Regions from separate parts of the Gossypium hirsutum genome. Here region 1 is linked to region 2. A link is a contact called in public Hi-C data. All regions are on one chromosome and are shown on one strand. Each heading gives the region's core, a stretch centred on a gene start, on an enhancer-like site or on the middle of the called end of the contact. The rest is flanking DNA. Distances are from core to core; before and after follow the strand shown.

Region 1 (4,166 bases), core at 1,395-3,894, 180 kb before region 2:
AGGAAGGGTTAGCACCCTCGTGACACCCAAAATTGGTACCGAATTGATTGTTTAATGTCTTAATGTCAAAATTTTGAAAATATTTTAAAATACAATCCTTTTAACTTGAATAAATTGAATAATAAAATACTCTTATTTCAAATAAATAAAAAGTCACACCCAGTGAGTTAGGGCGCAACATTTTTAATCTTCAAAATTAAGTTTATCTTTTAACTTTTAAAACCCATCCATTTGAGAAGGATATTTGATTATTTGGGTCAAATGTGAAAATCAAAACCCAGTAAGTTAAGGTTCAATTTCACAAAATTCCTAAATATCGAATATTGTCTTTATTCTCATTTGTTAGAAAAATCCTCATCTCGAGAAAATGATATGACATATCCAATGCGTTAGGACACCACACATCGAATTCTCGAGAATGAGCTTTTTATTTATGTTTTTTTAATTAAAGAGCGTTTTCGACCATTTAGATTCAACGAAGAAAATCGATACCCAATACGTTAGGGCTCAATCCTCTTGAATCTAAACATGAAATTTTACTTATTCAAAAGTCATAATTTAAAAGAATATTTTACTATTTAAGTTAAACGAGAAATCGATACCCCGTAAGTTAGGGTACAGTTTTCTCGAATTGCCAAAACGCAAAATATGGCCTTGTTTTCGAAATTTTATTCTTGAATAGTTGCGAGTATAACACTTAAAGGCATACATTTATTTTGTTTGGGGATAAAATAAAGTGGATTATATCAAACATGCAATGACATGAAATAAAATATAGTAGCATGCACGGAACAACAATATACGAATACAATATTTATGCAAGTGGATGCCAATGATATGTAAGCGAATAAGCGAACTAAAGTGCACACAATAGCAATAGTCTCACAATATTCATCATCCAAATACAATCATTGATAAATAAAGACCCATTAATTAGACAACAATTTGGGGTAAATAATAAGGATTTAAAATGAATAATGCAAGATATTCAAAATTAACGATGCACAATTTAACATAACTAGAACATATAATAGATTACAATAAACACTTTCAAACAATTTAAACAAACGTTGCACAAGACAATTTAAAGGAAATGATCTGAAATCTAAAGAAATAACACATGTAAAACATTTAATAAAATAGCGTAGAAAGCAATTTAAATAGGTAATATATGAAATAACTTAACGTAGATAATATCAAACATTTTAATATGAATAATAAAATGAAATGAAATAAATAAAATATAAATTGATAAAAAGGGAATCATAAATATAAAAATTTAAATGAAGTAAAATTTATAAAAGCGTTAAATTAAAATCTGAATAAAATTCGGGGGTTTAAAATTGCAAAGAGAGGTGAACGCCGCCTCCGTTTTTTCCCTTTCTCTGCCATTTCAAATCTAAGGCCTCTTCCCATTCGACTCCGATTCGTGCCGAGGAGAAGAAGGCTTCATCGACGCACCCACGAAGGTAAGGGTCTCCTTCCTCCTCTCCCTTCGTTTCTGTTTTGCAAACAATAAATAAAAAGAAAAGAAAGGAAAGAAAAAAAAAGAATCGACAAAAGATAAAAAAAACGAGAAGAAAAAAAAGTAACTCTTCTCCAACGCCGCTCAGCAAACCAACGCTTGGAGGCCCCAATCCCTCGCCCGACTCCGATTGCGACGGAGTGAACGACGTCTCGGCTACCAGGTGAATTTCTCTTCCTCCTCTCTCTTTGCCTTTTGTTTCATACTATTAACGAACCACAGTAAAGAAGAAGAACGAAGGAAAATAAAAAGAAAACAGAAACCAGCGAAAGTGGGATTCAAAATCACCTTTTTTTTCTATTCTGAATGCGTGGTCCTTTACAATATTCGAATGGCCCTTTTTTATGGCCAGCATTACAAAGAAAATAAAAAAAAGAAAATAAAAAGAAAAATCCTCTCCCCATCCCCTCTGTTGCCCCTTTTCTCTGTTTTGTTGCTTATTTCTTTTGTCATTTGTAGGTACATGATCGTACAGAGGCACGTGTGAGGAGCGGCTCGAAGGTGTGGTCGCACACGCACGAGAGGAGAGTGTGCTGGCTGTGCAGTCATGCAGCGCCCAGGGTTTTCTAGTGTTTCCTGCTTCTGATTTTTGTTTTGGGCTGCGTTATGCCTTGGGTCCGGGTTAAGTGTTAGGCTAACTGGATTGAGGAAATTGGGATAGGCTAGTGGGTTAAAAACAATTTGGGCCTAGGTATATGGACTATTTCTGGACTGTTATTAATTTTTATTTTGTTTATATTTTGATTTGGTTTACGGGCCGGGCAAATGGGCCTATTACAACTATCACTTCAGAATATTATAATGAACCAGAGCATGGACTTCGTACAGTGGCTTACCTGGGTGTTTGAACAGCTCACCCCTTGTCAAGGTCGCCTTTTCTGCTACGCACTTTGGGCCATATGGGGAGATCGAAACAGAAGAATACACGAGGAAAAAGTCAGTAACGGAAAAGAAATTGCAAACTTCATCAGTAACTACATTACTGAGCTTACTGGTTTCGAAAAAAGAAAATCGGTAATAATAACAGAAAACAAAAGATGGAGGCACCCACATTGTGAGTTCATCAAGATTAACTTCGACAGTGCATACAATGAGAGTCAAAACCGTTCAGCTTCAGGTATTATGGCCAGAGATGCGGAAGGAAAAGTTCTTTTATCCTGTTCAGAGATCCACAATGACATTACCTCTGCATTTGCTGCTGAAGCAATAGCGTGTTGGAAAGCAGTTCAAATAGGAGTCGAAAATGGATGGCAGTCAATCATCTTTGAAGGAGATTCCTTCGCAATAATAAAGAAATGCAACATAAAGGGTCAAGATCGATCACTGGTAGGGGCATATATTTATGATATCCAACAGAAAATAAGTGGCTCCAATAATATCAGATTCCAACATACACCAAGAACTGCAAATAATCTTGCACATATTCTTGCAACAGAAACTCTAAGAAGGAAAAAGGAGATATACCTGGAAATGGAGGTCCCTGACTATGCCGAAGAGCAAAAAAGGTACGATTGGGTATGTGAACCAGATTAGGAAAGCTTTAGGAGATGAAGAATGGAAGAGAGAAAGTTTCAAAACAAAAAAAGAAAATGAAATGTTTCAGAAGGAAAGTTTTGAAAAATGAAATCGTCAACTGGGCAATGAAATGATAGAAAGAGGAGAAGACAGATTTCATCAAATTCTGATTGGGCAATGGTTCGGCGCATTAAGTGTCGTTTCTAGAGTATTCTTTAATAATATCTAGATATTTGTTTAACTTTGGCCATCTGAAATCTTGGGCCGTTTTTCTTAGGATAATAGGTATATGTTTTTATTTTGTACAGATGTTTTATCTTATTAATAAAAGCCCCATCTAAAATAATTAAAAAAAAAACAGTGGCTTAGAAATAGTATATAATGTAAAATTATGATATTGGGTTGGGCTTGGCTTTTTGAGTTGAGGCGGAAGGTGATGGGACCAACACGCAGGGGATGAGAACAGGACATGGTGTTCAGGCAAGCAAGGCCGAACTGGCCGAGGACATGCCCTTTATTTCATTCATACGCTTTATCCCTTTTCTTATCCAAATCCCGCTCCTCCCAGACTTCACTCCCCTCTCACAGCAACACTCATAGCACTATCCACACTTGCTTTCTTTGCGTTGCCTTCCAGTACATCCCCATTTTAAAGCCTTGGAAAGCAGGTATGACGTATTGTTTCTTCTGTTTAATAATAAATGAATGATAAACATGGGTATGTTTTTGATGATATTTGTTTAAATTGAAAGGCAGACAGACAGCATTAAGGAATCTCGAATCTCAACTGGGTATGGAAATTACTGCAACGGCTATGACTATGACTGTCACTACGGGATTACAGTTTGCTGGTTCTCTCAATCATAAACAGACTTCTTTTTTAGGAGTTCCCTTGAGGCTGTCAATGTCAAACCCTCAGCCATCTTTACCCTCTGTCTTCCTCAATGTTCAAGCCAAAGCTCGCACCCGAACGGAAGATCGTGAGGCCCGCCATTCTCGCATTAGGAAGAAGGTTGCTACTATTTCTTTTTAAGCATTATATTTTATTTGTTTAAAGCGAATCCTATTTCTTATATCAGTTATACTCTCATTAAGCAAATGCAAATTCCTTTTACATTTATCCCCA
Region 2 (4,191 bases), core at 1,460-3,959:
TGTCTATCACAATCAATATTCATAATTATCAAAATTCAAAATCCTCCAAAGCATAACATCGCTTATATTAGTCTCAACCATTTAAGAAACATAGTCAAATCATCAACCATAATATTTAATCAAAGCAGGAAATCATTCATGTCAAAATAAACAAGCCATTTTTGCATGGCTTATTATATATATACACTTCATTCAAAATATATTTAAAAGGGGTAGTATAGCCTATACATGCCATAGATTTTAAATTTAACTTTTATAGGTACCGATGGATGGACGATAGTGTGATTGACTACGTTGACGATCTCCGAGCCTGTAACTAGCATCCAAAATCTATAAAACTGAAGGAAAAATATGTACATAATAAGCTATTAAACAATTCAATGACGTTAAAAATTCAATAACAAGCCGAATAATGCAATCATATTCATATTTACACATTCGAGCTTGCAAATCTTATATATATCAATATATAACTATGAACCAATTTCAGCTTGGCCGAATATACATTAAGTAATAACATAGTTATTTTTTTCGTATTCAAATCATATACCACTCTTTACCGAATGTACTCATTCATATATAAATGCATATAAAACATAGTTATGACTTCACACATATACTTACCCTTTGGCCGAATATATATAGGCTTTTTACACATACACATACTTTTGTATCCCAATTGACATAACCAACTAAATTTGATAGCATATATTAATTAAATATTACATACTTATACCATCATATACATATGTGTCACATTTATCATTCATCGGATCAGTACAATTTGTACTAAATAATTTATCGAAGCATTAATAAAGTTGCACCATTAGTGCTCTTCTCTCACTTAACCAAATTAATCTCAGTTTCGCACACTTAGTGCCCGTTATTTAACATCATTATTTAATTTCGCACACTTAGTGCTCGTTATTCAACCTCATCATTTAATTCGCACATTTAGTGCTAATCATATAGCCGTAGCTATTTCATACTCGCACACTCAGTGCTAAATATCAACAAATCACCTTCACATCTATCCCTGCTTCTCAAACATATACACATTCGGCTACCACATATATATATTTTTCATATTTCATTTCAGCATATATAATTAATATTTATCTAAAATTTACAACGTCTATTTGCTTATAAACTTACCTTGGACAACGATAATCGAAACGGAACGATTAGTCAACGGCTTTAGTCTTCCCCCGATCCAAGTCCGATTTCTTTAATTCTTGATCTTAAATCAAGCTTCAAAGATGGCCGAATAGCTTGGTTGTTCTTCTTTTCTTTTCTTTTCTTAGTTTCGGTAAGATGATAATGAAATAAAAGATGATAGTGGCTTTTATTTGTTTAATTATAATATTATAATATAATATATATTATAACCTTTATAAATAATATAAAAACTATATATTATACACATAATGCCGTCCACTATCTTTTTAATGGTCAAATTGCAAAATAAAACCTCCATATTAAAAGAATAACCACTATTCAGCCCTTTTAAAAATAACCATTAAATTTTTATTTTACGCGATTTAATCCTTTTATTTAATCTGACACTCAAACGACGAAATTAAAGCACAAAATTTTCACACTAGTAAATTCACACATAATAAACACAGAAAATAATATTAAAATATTTTTTTTGACTCAGACTTGTAGTCCCAAAACCACTATGTTCGATTAGAGTCGAAATCGGGCTGTTACATGATGTATGTTTCAGTGACCATTTTGGTATGTTTGTATATGACTTTGGCATGTGGTCATGGTGGTAAGTTTTGTTAGAAAATTACATGAGAAATGTATGGTTGGTTAATGGCTAAAATTATGCAATGTGTAAGCATGTTTGGTGTTTGTGATTGAGGTGCCTTTGGACATATTGGTTGTATGGATAGATACCATATTGATTTAACTCCATTATGCATGTTTTAGGTACATTTTTGAATGCTTGAAATATGTACAAACGGTTTGTATGTGTGAGCATGATTAGGTTGAAGGAAATGACTTGAAAATGACCTATTTCCCCTCCACACGGCCTAAGACACGGGCATGCGTCTCAGCTGTGTATGACACACGGTCACGTGTAAGTTTTTTTTAGGTTGCATTTCGAGAGTTACACGGCCTAACACAAGGGCGTGTGGCTTGGACGTGTGAACCAAGTCAAAGAGTTATACGGTCAAGGACACGGCCATGTATTCCAACTTCGGATGCCTACACAGCCTGAGATACGGGCGTGTGTCTCAGCCGTGTGAGTCACACGGCTTGACCATACGGCTGTGTGACCCCTGTAGTATGAATTTTTCTATCTTTTTCCATGAAGTTCTAAATATTTTTGATTTAGTCCCGAATCATTTCTAAAGTATTTCTAAGGCCTCGGGGGCTCGAAAATGGGACGTTATGCAAGTGTGTGCATGGACTATGATATGACTTATGAAATGTTTAAGAACGGATGTTTTTATGTTAAAAGTTTTCGGTAATGTTCCATAACACTATTTTGACGATAGATACGGGTTAGGGGTGTTACAGGTTCTGTGCCTAAAGGGAGTTCTAATGTTCTCAAGCCTGTGAATAGTGGTAATGAACGGAAGCCTTTAGTTTTCAATGATGGGTCGATCATGGGCCATAGAGCTGGGGCAGGTGTTGTGGATCCTTTTTTCTTTTAGTTTAGTACAAATTTCTAGAGGTTTAGATAAAAAGAAAAATAAAGCTATCCAGCAGCTTCAGCTGAAAAAACATACACGAGGCATGGAGAAAAGCAGTTGAGCAGTATTTGTGAGAATGGCAGTGCGATTTTGAATGGTGAAGTTTCTGGTCAAAGGCCGATGGAGATGGGGAATTTTGAAAGGGTTCAACCTCCGAAGATTGTGATTGGACATCCAAGTTAGAATTTGGTTGAAATTGGAGAGGCAATAAAGGGGATTGTTGGGGTTATTGATCAGGAAATTAGGCTGGGGTGTTCATCAGGTGGGCTTTCTATGGCAAAGGAAGGAGTTGATGTGGAGGTAGCAGGTGCTTCTCAGGCAAATTGCTAACCTGATTTTTTTTTGGGTCTGTTCTTTAACCTTAATTTTTTTTTATGAAGATTAAAATGTGTTTCTGGAACTTCCAAGGTGTTTGCCATCCTAGATTTCATATTTTCGTAAGGTAGTATAATAGATAATTCTCTCCAAATTTATTGTCTGTTTGAAACGCGTATCAGTGGGTGTAGAGCTGATAGAATTCTTGGTAGGTTAGGATTTCAAAACTCTTTCAGATTGGAAGCCTTGGAGTTCTCGGGGGAATTTGTCTCCTTTGGAATGATTGTATTAATGTTGATCTCATTCAGGTTCACCATTAGGTCGTCCATATGAGGATTACACAGGGTTCTTCAGCCTTTCTTTGTTTTGTTGTTTATGCAAGTTCCTAGTTACAGAAAAGGCGTGATTTGTGGAGAGCGCTAGATGATTTTGCTTCTAATGTCTGTGAACCATGGATTCTAGTAGGTGATTTTAAGTTCATTTTAGATGGTCCGGAGAGACAAGATAGGGCAAGTAGAGAGGGCTTTAGTTGGGATTTGTTTAAAAGCTTCATCTTTAAATTTGGACACAAGGATATGGGATTTTTAGGGCCACATTTTACTTAGAACCGAGGGATGCTTTTCAAATACTTGATCGTACTATTTGTAATTTTTTGTGGGAGGTAGCTGCATCGAACCATTTTATAAGACATTTACATAGGTTAAAATTGGATCATCGGCCGATTTTGATTGCGCGTAGCCTTAGTTGTCCCAATGTTAATCGATGACCCTTTTGTTTCTTAGCTAGCTGGTTACTTCATTGAAAATTCAGGGATCTTATTTAGGAATATTAGAATCCAAATATTGAGGTGGGTTCGAACTTGGAGTTCTTGAAGTCCGTGCTACAAGATTGGAATAAAAATGTCTATGGGAATATTGTTGTTAGGAAGAAGGAACTAATTAGGGAACTGGAGCATATACAGAGAATCTTAGAGTTTCGATCTTCCCTACAGTTGTGCTCAAGAGAAACTGAAATTTGGAAGGAAATTGATATTGTACTTAAACATGAAGAAGTCCTTTGGTTTCAGAAATTTAGATCGGTTTGGTTGACAAATGGTGATAGAAACACCAAGTATTTTCACAGCCGTACGAGAGGTCGAAGAAAAGCCAATAGAATTGAGGGGCTAATA

What was found. A called contact is a pair of places that touch in the nucleus more often than the background predicts.
Region 1: a Hi-C map of leaf shows a contact between it and region 2, with 4 times the contacts expected there. The contact joins the promoter of LOC107897860 here to the promoter of LOC107897858 in region 2. A contact is called at or near these places in 18 of 34 Hi-C or Micro-C datasets (anther, callus, cotyledon and 4 more).

What each region holds. Positions count from the first base shown.
Region 1 is chrD08:16,438,455-16,442,620 of Gossypium_hirsutum_v2.1, reverse strand. LOC107897860 (50S ribosomal protein L18, chloroplastic) reads left to right here and starts at 2,644. Exons shown (of 4, transcript XM_016823443.2): 1 at 2,644-3,708; 2 at 3,793-4,052. The coding sequence starts at 3,510. It overlaps LOC121220304, which reads left to right and starts at 2,339. Exons shown (of 1, transcript XM_041099980.1): 1 at 2,339-3,058. The coding sequence starts at 2,339. The coding sequence ends at 3,058.
Region 2 is chrD08:16,260,041-16,264,231 of Gossypium_hirsutum_v2.1, reverse strand. It overlaps LOC107897858, which reads left to right and starts at 2,709. Exons shown (of 3, transcript XM_041099937.1): 1 at 2,709-3,054.